2 separate regions of the Hordeum vulgare genome follow, and region 2 is linked to region 1. Evidence: chromatin contacts called from public Hi-C data. All regions are on one chromosome and are shown on one strand. The core of a region is the stretch at or near the end of the contact, and the rest is flanking DNA. Distances in the headings are between cores, read along the strand shown. Region 1 holds the start of LOC123408957 (transcription initiation factor TFIID subunit 7-like). Region 2 holds the start of LOC123409162 (proline-rich receptor-like protein kinase PERK9).

The links. Hi-C and Micro-C count contacts between places; a contact is called where the count stands out from the background.
Region 2: a contact with region 1 is called in a Hi-C map of leaf, with 3 times the contacts expected there. The contact joins the promoter of LOC123409162 here to the promoter of LOC123408957 in region 1. A contact is called at or near these places in 2 of 6 Hi-C or Micro-C datasets (leaf and seedling).

The regions. Positions count from the first base shown.
Region 1 is chr7H:190,936,176-190,943,428 of MorexV3_pseudomolecules_assembly, reverse strand. It overlaps LOC123408957 (transcription initiation factor TFIID subunit 7-like), which reads left to right and starts at 4,699. Exons shown (of 2, transcript XM_045101977.1): 1 at 4,699-5,252; 2 at 5,780-6,510. The coding sequence starts at 4,909. The coding sequence ends at 6,260.
Region 2 is chr7H:191,240,778-191,248,030 of MorexV3_pseudomolecules_assembly, reverse strand. It overlaps LOC123409162 (proline-rich receptor-like protein kinase PERK9), which reads right to left and starts at 2,584. Exons shown (of 1, transcript XM_045102131.1): 1 at 1,504-2,584. The coding sequence starts at 2,366. The coding sequence ends at 1,893.

The sequences.
Region 1 (7,253 bases), core at 3,450-5,949:
TATTCTCAATGGCACACCGAGAGAGCTCCAACAGGTAGGAAGGTAAACTATGTTGAGGAGATCGATCTCCTCCCTCATGATAAGGTTGACATGATCATGACTCCACTAAATAAGCAAGCTCCTATTGATCCTCATGATGTTCCTTTAAATTCTTTGGTTTCTCAAGAAAGAGAGCAAGTGGATGTTAATTTTATTTCTAGGAACAACTTCAATAACAATGCTTATAGAAGTAATTTTGGTAGCAATCCTAGACCGTTTCCATCCAACAACTATGGGAACAACAACAATTATCCTAGCACCAAAAACTCCACTTCTGAATTAGGGAGCATGCTTAACGATTTTATCACTTCTCACAAAGCCTTCAACAAGAGTGTAGAAGAGAAACTAGAAAAAATAGATAGTCTCTCTTTGAAGGTGGACAACATAGCTCATGATGTAGAGATGCTTAAAATTAGAACTTCCCCCCTTGAGGAAGGGAACACCACACCCATGAATGATATCCAAGTCCAAATTAATGAGAACATAAGAATGCTAGCCAAACTCAAAGATAGGTGGGCTAGAGAAAAGGAAGAGGAAGAGAGAATTAAGAACCTTCCTACACACACTATCATTGCTACTATACAAATTGTTGAGGATCATTTGGCTCCTTTATCCAGGATTTTATGTGGTGGAGGAAGAGGGAAAGTAACTTTTCCTGGCCCCACCTAACTCTAATCCGAATAAGCACCTCTTGGGTGGGTTAGTTCTTTTGGATGGGTTAGATGCATCTAACCAACTCTAACCCTCCTGTTTTGATGTTTTGAGGTTAGTTCAGTCCAATCTAACCAACTCTAACTCTAACCCATGAATCCAAACAAAGCCATAAATTACGCCACGTCACCGCATGCATGCATGTGGGAATATTTTTCGATTTCCAATATTTAAAATGTTTTATCTCTTAAATAAAAAATCTGAGTGAAGATTCGTTTTCACCAGTAAATCCATCGCGACGAGATTCCAAACTAGATCTCATGTCACTATGTTTCAATGACTTTTTTTGGGTTCAAAGTTGCCACGTCTATTGCACATGAATTGTCATGATGTTTACACAAAAATTGCCATGATATATTCCAGCTATTTTTTATTCTACCTTTAAAAGGAATTTTTGACATATTATAAAATGGAGAATTAAGAAACTAGACTTGCAATGAACCATAAACTAAAATTGCCATGCTGAATTACTTTTTTTAACAGTACACACAAACGCTCATACATACACGCATACACTCACATGATGAATTACTTAAATTTTCCATGATACATGCACTTAAATTTGCCATGGTTCATAAAAATAATAATTTCTATGGTCAAATTAGTGGAATTGTCATGGTCAAAATAGTGCCATGATTTATAAACTAAATTTGACATGATGGATTACTAAAAGTTGCCATGATCCATGCATTAAATTTGTCGTTGTTAATTACTAAAAATTGCCATGGTCAATTAATAATTTTTTGTAAAATATAGTTAAAAATATAACGATATCTTTAAATCTAGAAGAAGAAAATAGATAGAACATGTCATGACAATTTTAGTGTAAATACTATGACAACTACATTGTAAGCATTATGGTAACTTTTGACCAATTGTTTTTCATCGAAACATATCAATATGAGATATAGTTTTGAAGATCTCGTCGAGACGGGTTTAATGATGAAAATGAATTTTTAATTGTATTTTTTAATTAGGAGATAAAACATTTTTAAGCCAAAAATCAAAAAGATTGCAGCTGATGTCATCTGTTTTGACATGGCAAAACGAATGATTATGAAGGTGTTTGAACCATGTTGCTTCGTGCCACACATATGAGCGTTAACATTAACGTAAATTTATTCATTTGCTCTATATGTAATCTAAAAACAAACTATGTATGAAGTAAATGAATGAATAAACTTCATAACTAATCTATAATATAATCTTTAAAAAGTAATTATATTTAAAAACGAAGGACTACATGCATGGCCTACAATCGATTCGGACCAATACGGATGGCAAAAAACAAATGACAAGGCCAAACGCATGGGTCAAGATAAGATACATCGGATGGTGTGCGTGCATGTACAAGCATTAATTGGCGTCTGGTCATTATGTTTATCCATCCCCGTCCATGACGACCCATGCGCATCCTTCTCCGGTCAAGGTAATTTTTGTTAGACTACTTATAATGAAAGTAACATAAAGTAGAGTATTATATAGTAGTATCATGCATATGATACTATTGTATGATACTATCTTCATAATATATAGTATCATAAACTAGTATCATAGATATCCTCATTTATTGACATGCATGACACATAGTAGAATAACATTTAACATGTTACGATATCTACCTATGTTAATCTAACCCTCTTTCTTCTTTAATTATCTACCACATCAGCATGTTTGCTATTCTCAAGTACTCTCTTCGTCCTGAAATTTTTGTCTTAGTTTTATTTAAAAATAGATGTATCTAAATAATAATACATGACTGTATACATTCATATGTAGACAAATTAAAGACAAGAATTTTGGGACAAAGGGAGTACATGATACTACCTTAGTTACTTCTACTATGGCCAGCCTAACATATACTCCCTTCGTTTCTAAATATAGGTCTTTCTAAAGGTTTAACTAATGGACTGCATACACATGTATATAGACATACTTTAGAGTATATATTCATTCATTTTGCTCCGTATGTGGACACCTAGTGAAATATCTTAAAAGACTTATATTTAGGTACGAAGGAAGTATATGTTACTAGTCTAAGTTACTAAGAGCGTGCTGGATACGTTTTAGTCCCATGACTAAAAGTATTGAGACTAAACTTGCTAGCCTCACCCATGCTTGGATCCAAATACTAAAGAGACTAAAATCAAGTTAATGAACATTTATTATCCTCCAAACCCTCCAATCTAGAACTCGTCTGAGGAGTTAAATGAGGAGAGAGATGACTAATTTATATTTTAGTAGGGTACCCCTGACTAAAAGAATTTAGCCTCAAGACTAGTTTTAACCTCTCTTTAGTCAGGGGTGCTTGAAACTTTAGCCTCTTAAAGAGACTAGTTTTAGTCCCTTGGATCCAAACACTCTCTAACTCCATAGTGGATAGTAATATAGGGGTAGTAACATTGATCCTATCATTTATTAGGCTATAGACCCATCTTGCCTTGGTATCCGCTATGTTACTTATAGAGGTAGTAAGGGCATCTCCAATGGTTGTATGATCATCCTTGATAAAATTGTCACATAGATGATTTTGATGGCATGACGCATAATAAAAGAAGAGAGAGAATGAAATCGTATGAACTTGAAACAACGGTTCACGCACAAGCTCCGAGGCAAGCATGTTTATTTCTTCCATGTTTAGTGGACCCGCTTAGTAATTTTACATACGATTAACATACACTTCATTAAATAGCTTGTATGATATGCTATTGGTTGTTGATGTGGACATTTATATCAACGATTGAACATACAGACTGTTGAAGATGCTCTAACATGTTAAATTACTCAATTTCTTTCTCTTCTTATTTATTAATTGTCATATCATACTTTTTTACTTAGGTGACATTTATGTTACTACATATCTTAGGCTGGTCACAATGGAGAGTAACATAAGGTAGGAACCTACCGCTTTTCTAGACTATGTTCCTACCTCCACAATGGGGAGTAACATGTATGTAGTGTCATACAACAATGCATTTATTAGGCTATAGACTCATTGTTTCTTGGAGTGTGTGATGTTCCGGTAACTTAGCTAGTTACCACAAGCACCTCTCTCTTCACTAAATACGTGTCACATAAGCAAAGTTGTATTGGAGTGTGTGATGTTACTGCTAAGTTCCTCTTCATTGTGACCGGCCTTACTCCTATTATGGGTAGTCTTAACCAAATGACCTGAAAAGCAGTCTGCACCGCACACACACGGTGCTGATTTGATCAGCTCAGTAACAGTTCACCTTGAACCAAAATGCTGTCGAACGCCAGACACTACGACCCTTTTGTTGTTTCGACTCCAAGTGGGGTGCTACGTTGCGGCCGTGGATGGAGCATCAGTCATCAAGTATAGCATCAAACCGGACACTTGTGCTTGACTGTGAACCGAACCATTTGTTGGATCGATGCCGGAGCAGCATCGCCGATCGGCAACCAAAAATTGTCGGGCCATCCAGGGACCCTGGCACCCTGCAGCCAGCTGATCGGACCAGGGTGTGGCTGGGTGGACACACTAGTCATGACGGCAGAAAGCGATCCGTCCATCCATCCATCCATCATCCGTCGAACGCGTGTGCGCGCACTGCTCCCCACCTGTCACCTCGCACCGCGGCACACGCTTCCCGGCCGCGGCCCACACGTGCGATGCGATCGGCCCAGGAGACCAAGCCGGATCACACACGTACGCCCACCGTATGTTTTTTCTTTTTGCATCGATACGCCCACCGTATACTCACCGTCCGCATCGTATCACATACTGTTCAAAAAAAAAACTACTACCGGTATGTCTATAGGTCAGTTGTACACCGGATCCAGGTACAGAGACGCCATGGCGGGTGGCCCGCGCGCCAGACGGGCAAAGACCGGCCACCTCCCGCGCCCAGCTAGGATGCCTGGACCCGGCGCATGGACCGCTCCGGCGTCGTCCTGTAACTATAGAAAAACGCCCCCTGCTTTTCCTAGTCCTGGCCTAGCTCAGCATCTCTATCCAATCCTTCCTCCCCTTCTCCTCTCTCCCGAAGATTTCTTGTCCTCGTCTGTGTGCTCCGGCTCGGCTCGGCGCGGCGCGGTCAATCCCTCGGCGGACGCACCCACTCGGCCGCCAGCCGATCCGCGCGTGATCGTCCGTGATCTTCGCCGGATCTTGCTTAGCTAGCTCCGGGCGCGCGCATGTCGACGGCGGTGGCGCCGGGGATGGCGCGGGCGCACGGGTTCCGGGGCGCGGGAAAGGGGAACCAGCGGCCGGATTCGGAGGAGCTGGAGAGGAATCACAACGGGTTCTATGCTGACGAGGAGGAGGTTGGCAGGGAGGAGCTGCGGGAACTGGAGGAGGCGCTGTCGGATGCCTCCTCGATCGGGGCGGCCTCCTCGGATAGCTCGTCCATCGGGGAGGACTCCTCGTCGGAGAAGGAGGAGGAGGAGGACGTGGAGAGCGAGGCCAAGGCGCCGGTGGATGAGGTGCTCGCTATGGGGCTCGGCACCCTCGAATCGCTGGAGGATGCGCTGCCCAGCAAGTAAGCTTTCTTCTTCCCCATCTTCCCGCTCTTTGCTTTATTATTAGTTAAATTGCCGGAGTTTTTTTTCTAAATTTGCATGATCTTGTTGTGATCTCTTCAAGTTTTTCTTGGTCAAATTGGATATTTCTTACTCGAACAGTCTAGGAGAAAAAGATGGATTTGTTTTCCTCTTTGAGAAAAAAATCTGTTCCGATTCCTCGGCCAGTCATGTTCTTCTGGTGTAATCATTGAGCTCTAGTACGTACGGTAGATCACAAAACCGGAGCTAGAAAAACTAGTAGTATGCCCGTTCTGTTGAACTTTGCATTCTAGAGTAGTTAGGACGGATCACGGAGAAAGTTAGCATCTTTGGGCTGGTCAAATCGATAAAGATCACGGATGGATTTAATTTGGTGTGTTTAATCAGCTGAAATCCCGGTCAAGTGAATACCCTAGCGGTGGCCAAATACTCTGCAAATATGCAATTAATACCCATGGAGTGTTTGCCCTGAGCATTAACTGACCCAAGACGAAACTAATCGCAGGAGGGGCCTCTCGAATTTCTACGCCGGCAAGTCCAAATCCTTCACGAGCCTGGCCGAGGCTGCAGCCAAGGCGGCGGCCAAGGAGATCGCCAAGCCGGAGAACCCCTTCAACAAGCGCCGCCGCGTGCTGGCCGCATGGTCGCGGCGGCGGGCCTCCTGCAGCTCGCTGGTCACCACGTACCTGCCGCCACTCCTCTCCCTGGACCACACCGTGGTGGAGGGCGACGAGAATGAGGAAGAAGAGGAGGAGGAAGACCGGTCGGAGGAGGACGACGGCGACGACGAGGGTAATGGCAGCGGCAAGGGCAGGAGGGAGAAGGCGCCGGCGTCGCCGAGGTTCCCTCCGCCCAGGCGCACCCTGCACAGCGCGTCCCAGAAGGCGAGCGTCATGAGTAGGAACATGAATCTTCCGAACACGAGCTCATTCCGATCTCCAAGGTCATTCTCCCTCTCCGATCTGCAAAACGCTGGATACAACTAGCTGAAACGTAGGCCGGATTTAGGTTGGCGAGATGCTGCTGCTACTGTATAATCAAGAGGTCTCTACATATAAGAGAACATTAATTTGTTGTGTTTGTCTGTCTGTCTGTCTGTTGGCCTCTTCTTGAATCACCCGGTACAATAGCATAGCATGGCATGGCAATGGCAACACGAAGTGGCCATTTCTGTCACCGAAACTGCAGGTTGTTGCCCATGTTCTCATCGATTAAAGGATAATGATCTTGAGCTGATGGCGTTGATGACAGGTTAGTGGTTCAGTTGTTATTCTGTTTGCTTGTGCGAGTGGCTTGTGGCAGCAGACAGGCAGAAATGGTGGGTGATGAGTCCCATGTATGCCTCATCCGATAAGCATCATCCATCCAGTTGTTAGCGACTCGCTTTAGCCCTTCTTTAACTGATTGCTACCATTAGCCAGCTAATCCGAAAGTAGCACAAGGAAAGAAAAACATTTTCCTGGCATAACCTTTCCCTCCCAAAAAGTCGAAGATTACGTAAACAGCAAACGCTCTGCGGATCATCTGGCACAAGCAATGGCTTCCAATGGAGGGCAATTAACTTGATCCTCACAAGCAATGGCTTCCAATGGGCTATAGAAAGGATGGAAATCGAGAAGCTTTTGGCCGGTCGCCGCGTACACCGGTTAACGAAGCCGGAGAGAACGGCGATCCGGATTAGTTTACCTGGGGAGGCCAAAATCAAGCAGCTGGCGGATCACAACCTTAATCTCCCGTACGTCTCTGCCGCGGCTGGGCACTCAAATTAAGCGGCGCGATTTCCCATCCGGTAATCTAAGTATGATGATGATGTTGTTTAAGGTTTCGAAGGGGCAGATGGGATGAGCTTTTGCGCCCGATCGGAGGCGGAGGCGTTTAGTGTGTGAACGGGACGGGGCATCCTATGCTAATCCTCCCTTGCTTATCTGCTAAGAGTTGTATTCCACGGGCAAGTGTGATTAGATAAGGGTTTCAGGTAC
Region 2 (7,253 bases), core at 1,335-3,834, 310 kb before region 1:
GTGCGCAGCCAAAACAGATGAAGCGGACATGTACTCCTACTATTACATACAGACAGCTGGTGGTTCGTTAAATAGGAGGCCCGGTCAGTATGGTATTAGTACGCACTTTACGGTGGATGACCTGCCGTTTCTAGTCTCTCATTTTCTTGTGGTCTGCTCACCTAATCTAATCCTGGTAGGTTGATCCGTTAGGACCAGTGGGTGCTGGATCAACCCCCGATCGCCGCTCCGACTTCCATGCTGACAAATTCATCCCTAGATCATATCGTTGTGCACTTGTTTCTTGCAGCAAAGAGGAACATGCATCACTAATTGAAGTTTTTAGCATCCATTTATCCAGCATGATTGCGGGCTTGGCAGGTAGGCGGCTCATGATTGCAGCAGGAACCGGGACGGGGTTGAGATTCCCCGGTTGCTTGGCTTCCTTTCTTCGCTTCACCGCGTCCTCCCCACCCGCTTTGACGATCCCCCGGGCGGCACATGCGCCTGTCTCCGCACCGCACGAATCCCTCCACCTCCCTCCCCCCCCTACTTCTCCTTCTCTTCCCCTGGCCATGGCATTGGCAGACACGGTGCCAGCCATGGCCGTGCATTGCCCAACCCAAGTACCAACGTACGGCCACGCATGCTGTACGCCTGCCGGCTCCGCCTCTCCCATACCGTGGAAGATGCCCCTCTCTCTCTCTCTCTCTCTCTCCCTCCCTCTTCACGCGTAGAGTAATAATGCTTTGCTAAAACAAGGGCGAGACCTATTCCTGAGGAGCATGCATGCATTCTGTAACTGCAAAATGTAACAGCCCATGTGATGTGAGTGAAGCCAACCGAACGGAACTTTCAGCCTTCCGCTTCCTTCCCACTTACTCAGGATCCATGCATCCATGGCTTCGTCAAACACGCAACGGACCTCCCCTTCCTTCCGCTTTGGATCTCAACAATCCCAACCGACGCCTGAGTTAACTGAAGAACGCCAGTTAACTCGAGAACACCAAATGTGCAACACTGAAACAGCCAAGTGCAGCTAGGATTTTATTATTATTATTTTTTGCAGAAAAAACTTATGTCATGTTGTTCTCATGAATAGAAGATTCTCTGCTCTGCTGCAAATCTTCTTCTGCACTCGCACCGGTGCTGTGCTGGGACAGAAGAACCAAAAGTACATCCAAGCCCATCCCCCTCCACCTGACCAATTTTCGTCTGCTCAACACTGCACCAATAATTCCAACAAGAAAAAACATTTTTTTCCTCTCCACACAATGTGTTGTGTGGTTCGATCAACAGAACAGCTTAAAGCCATTAACTTGACCGAATTCGGTTAATTTGAGCAAAAATCTTTCTTTCTTCTTCATAATTCAGGCCCACACGAGTTAACTAATTAGCTGCACCGAAAGAGTCTGCCGTTTGTCAGACTGGCAACATGTGTAAAATTGGAGCTGCGGCAGGCACAAGAATCAAGATATTTCAACGGAAAACCGGAAAGAACACCATATGTAGCACTTGAGATACTTTTTCAGAACTGTTAACTGTAATACGAGTAGTCGGTAATTAACAGGGAATTCTCTTACAACTCCTGTTCTTTTTCCCCAATCATCATCATCCCTATATTAATTATATAAATAGCAACCTTTTCGATTCTACAATTTCTCCTTCACACAAACGCGCTAAGAATCAGAATGACAGAGAAAGAAAAAGAACGCAAAACAACAGGTTATTTGCACTGGAGATTATACTATATCGTCATGGCCGTGGAAACCAAGAAGCCGCCGCAAGAAAAGAGAGAGAAAGAAAGAAAGAAAGAAAGAAGAGGAACCCAACGCAAGAACTCCAAGAATTCGCCGGTAAATGAACAATTGCAGCGTGGAGCCCATAAATTACGGCCGGCCGGCCGCGCGAGGCTACAGTGCCGATCCATGGCCCCACACGGCCCCGCACCTGGGGCGGAAGGCGACCAGGCACGGCGGAGCGCGGATCCGCTTCTTGGGCGGCAGGGACATGAACACCGCGGAGAGGTCGCGCGGGGCGTCGAAGTAGCGCAGCGGACGCTTCGGCGATGGCCTCGTACCGGCCAAAGCCACGGGCTTCCTCGGCGCGCCGGGGCAATCGGTGGGCGGCCGGAGCTTGCTCTCCTCCGAGGTCGGCGTCCTGGGCTCCTCCTCCTCCTCGCCCTCGTCCGCCACCGCAGCCGGCGTCCGGGACTCCGCCACCACCATGTCCTCCTCCTCCGCCACCGCGGGCGCCGGCAGGGGCTCGGATTCCGGCACCGTCGTCGTCGAGGCCGATGCGTTGTCAAGCGCAGGATCGGCCGCCGCCGCCCTCGTCCTGATCGGCGGCAGCGCCGGCAGGACGTCGCCCGGGGGTGTAGAGGTCATCTCCGGCGCTGTGAATTGCGGGTGGGGGCCGAGATGGTTGGGTGCGGGAGGGGAGAAGAGGGTTGGGGAGGAGGAGAGATCAAGGAGAGGAGGTCGCGCCAAGGCTGTTAAATACTGTAGTCGCCCGGAGAGAGAAAGAGATAAACGGCTTTAGGGTGGGGTAAGTTGAATTAAATCCTTGGCCTTTTGGGCGCTGGCTTGCCTTTTTCCTACTCTACTCTACCAAAGCTGGAGGAAATATGAGCTAAATCGGTTTTAATTACCCACCGTCCGATCTGACGTTGTCTTTCCGTGTTCCGGATCTCTCACTTGGATATAGGACCCTTTATTTTATTTATTTTTTATCCAAATAAAAGGGGGCATTTGAGTACTTTTGAATTGTTTTTTTACATATGCAACTGATTTTTTTTTTAAATTGTAAAGGCAAAATAGAAAAAAATTAGCATCTCGCTAAAATCGCGATCAAACAAATGTGCTCCGTAACTTATCGTGCAAACACGAGAGTCATTTTTCTCTCTCGGGCTTGAGCGACTAAACGTAGCCATCGCCTTCCTTCGTGCGGCTCCCCTCCCACCAAGGTCATCGGTTATCGGTGTTTGCTCCGCGCCGCCGCGGAGCATGGGAGGTAGTCTAGAAGCCGATGTAGATTATGGTTTGCATCGACGACATCTGAAAGCCGATGAATCGTGTGATGGGTTTATGATTCGCGGATGGCAGGTATGGTTTTCTCCGTCGACGTTTTAGTCGAGTTGCAGTGTCAGATCTAAAATTTAATGGCATGTCAGGAGTGTTGCTCCAACCTGATTCATTCAGTGGTAGTGGCTACACCTTTGATGAGCCATTTGAAGGTTTATGATATACTCCCTTCGTCTTAAAATTTCTAGTCACGTGTTAGTGGTAGATACTTCATATCTAGATAAATCTTAGACAAACATTTTGAAATGAATATAGAATATGTGTATGTGACTTTGTTTATGATATAAATGAGACACATATTACCATGTACATTTATTATTATTATTATTACTACTTCTTGGTGATCGGTGTTTCTTTGTGCAACGTGTTGCTATCTTTTCAGTTTTACCAGGCCGGTGTATACGTGACTTGTTTATGATACAAATGAGACACATATAACCATGTACATTTTCTTTTTTTACATCTCGACTCCTAGGTCAGAAGGGAAACATCCCAACTGCAATCCCTGAGGGCATCTCCAATGATCGTATGATCATCGTTGGTAAAATTAGTACATAAATGATTTTGATGACATGACGCATAATAAAAGAAGAGAGATAATAAAATCGTATGAATTTGAAGCAACGGTTCACGCACAAGCTTCGAGGCAAGCATGATTATTTCTTCAATATTTAGTGGACCCGCTTAGTTATTTTACATACGATTAACATACACTAAATTGAAGAGCTTGTATATTGTGTTGTTGGTTGTTAATGTGAACACTTATACAAACGATTGAACATACGGACTGTTGGAGATGCTCTGATAGGGTTCTACTAGACACAACATAGGGTTCTACTCCACATTTCGTGGCACGAACTACTCGCAGACCCTGGTGCATAGCATTTTTGGCGCGAATGGAACCGTTGCCCTAGAACACAATTGTGGTGAACCCAATGATTTGAAGCTAGAGGAAAAGGTTGGCATGCATACTGGCTGGGGTTGGGACTTGGGAGCAAGCAAGGCTTGGAGTATGTATGTAGGGAAGGCAATGATGGTGTGAGCAAGTGAGAATAAACACTTCGGGGGAGGAGATCCAGACCATGCATTGCATGCATGCATGCGATGCGCAACGCAAGGGCAAAGGTACGACCGATTCCATTACCAACCCTCTCCGGCCTCCGGGAGCAGAGGTGGAAATGAGTGCGGCTAGGACAGGACGCACTTGATCGACCGACAGCTCCGGAGATGACAGCAGTTGGCTGCAGAAAACGGTGCATGGCTTAAACGGGCCATTTATTTTGGAGACGTAATGGCGCCATTTCTTCCTCTTCCTCGGTGAAATTGAAATGACATTGCACCCGTGCAGGCCCCCCTGTCTGTAATACTACTATATTCTTCCCACTTATGCTACTTAAGGTGTAGCTGGACTGGATGGAGTGGTACCTCTCACTCTTTTTTTACTATACGTTTTTGTGCGGGCTACAAACTTAGGTGGGTTGTCGATTCGATTGTGTCGCGGCGGAAATGTGGTAACTATAGATTCGGACTGATTGGGGGCATAGGGTTTGCGTGGACGCAAACGTAGGAATAATGCTGTGCCACGAACGAAGCCGCTGGCAACGATGCGTACCGCCGCACGTATTGCCCCTTGATGATTTTGACATGTACTCCCTTCGTTTCAAAATAACTGTCTCAAGTTTAGTACAACTTTGTACTAGAGATAGTACAAAGTTGAGACACTTATTTTGGAACGGAGGGAGTATATATTTGGCTCTGGATGCCGAGCTGTGGATGATTTTGACATGTGAGCTGGTTGGTTTGGTTGGACGGAGGAAATACGGCTTGCTGAAATTCAACGCTACCATTTATAATTGGGAAATGAAACTGACAAAAAAATATGGACAGCAGCACGATCCATCGGTTTAGAAGTGGTTTTCAGCTGACTAATGCTGATTTTTTTTCTTCTTCTTCTTTTCTTTGCAAAGGAAACGAGAGAGGGGTGGGTATGGACTATCGAGGAAGGGAAGCGCCCTCCAATTGTGGTGAAACTACAGTGGGTGCCATTGGCTTGGATGAGAAGGGAAAGCTAAAGAGAGTTCCACCGCAGGCCCAAGCTGGTGGGGTGGCTGGCAGCAACAAAAGGCTGATGATCCCACATGGGCCCTGCTGGCTTCCAAGGGTTTATTGCTACTATTATTATTTCCTAATCCACATTCGATTGGTCACCCTTTTTCTTTGGACAGCCTTTCGCATTCATTGGTTCATCAATACACAGCAATGGTGTCTGAATTACTACCTTCTCTTTTTTTCCTAAATGAATTTCCCACCGTTTTTGACACTATTCATTAGCCCGTCAGTTACCACTGCTAGCTAGTGCATGCTTGAACCCGTTACTGCCCTCGAAATATAGCTCAAGCCTAAGCGTGACCGTGCATGTAAACTTCATTATGCGGCTAATTATGTCTCCCCAATTCTGGATGGCTTTAAGTTGTGGTATTCCCTCTCATTTTAGCAGCTCTACTTCTATCTGTTGATAATTTCCTTGGGGGGAATTCGATACTTTGATAATTCTGTAGCGCGCCATGCATGCAAATGCAGTTTTAATGTGGTAGAGATATGCACACTTGTTTCTTGTTTGTATTGTTTGCTTCCAATCATACGCTTGGTTCGTTGTCAATCAAGCTCACATGTACCATGATGTGACTTGATATGGATCTGCACTTTGTGAACGTGCCTTGTCAATTCAGCATCCCGGATATGTTATTATAATAGTAAGGGAGATCAGTGTGTACGTAGTGTATGAGCTGATCACAAAGGAGTTAACAAATAAAAGTGGTGTGTGCCATGCTAAAAAAATAAAAATAAAAAGCGCGTGTGACAATCCCATTCTCGTGGATATCTTTCGTGGGCCACGTGCATACGTTACAATCATGGCCATGGGATTGGGCCGCCATGCAAATAATAGCAGAGTACTTAGTACTGTTTGGTCTTTGGTGGTATACTTGTCTTGCCATGCAAGGATCCAATGTTTATGGGCAAGTAGACTTTGATACTCTAACAAAACGCTGGATTAGGTGGGCCATAAGGTTGATAATTCAGGAAAACTTATTTAGATTCTAGGAGCGCAATTTTTTGGATTCTTTCCTTGGATCATGATGGTGTGTCTTCACTGCCAGTCTGCCAGTATGCTTTTGCTAAATCATCCGCACAGATCGATGAAACCCCATTGTGGGGACTCTCGCATGCCGAGATTCTATTATCTCACGGCAACGTGAGTGCCGCCGAAGACCATTTAAGCAGGTCTTAGAGCATCTACAGTCAAATTTGATAAATACGATCTCTCAAATGTCACGGACGGGTCCGGTCAATGATCGGACTTGTACGTTTTAAGGCCCTAATTTTTCGTTCATGCATTGATATTTTTTATATATTGTTTTTCATATGTCCAATCACTTGCATGTGATTGGTGAAGAAGAAAAAAAAAAGAAAAGAATGGATAAAAAAAGAGAAAAGATGGTCCGGAGTGAGGTCGCGTCCTACGTGGCGGATCGACCGGACGTGCGCGGGCGCGTCCGCGAGCCCTCATATCGTCCTCATATTTGAGATGGATACGAGGGGTGTCGGTCAGTCCGGACATTTGAGACGGGTACAAGAAGTCCGGTTGGGCCGCGTTTTTATAATCGGTCACTCACCGAACGGTCTGTCCGGACGTTTGAGACGAATATGAAGGATCCGGTTGTAGATGCTCTTTTGAGCTACTATAGTCAATTGAAACACAACAAGTGTTTTTGTTTCTGCGAATACAAAGAAATAAGTCGACATTCTTGTGCTAGGGTTGCTACTTCCTTGGTCCAGCTTTATTATTTTGAAAAATGACGTTTTAGTACTTAAAAATAATAATATTACATTGGGCCTCTACAGAGCTAAGATACACACAACAAAACAATGTCCTCTCATTTAAAATAAAAATAAAAAAGTGAACTACAAAGAAACTTAGTCCGTGTAACACCTAAAGCTAGGGAGTAATCCTAAGATCATGTTGCCATCCATGTTGGATAAAAGTATCCCTCGTCATAGCCTTCAATCGTGTACACAACTCCGTAAATATGTCTTGATTCTCCCCGTGTTGTAGAAAGGACCATAAACAAAAAGTCATGGTACATGTGTAAATAACCTGCCTAAGAGAAGTACTTTTATTGTTAAAAACCT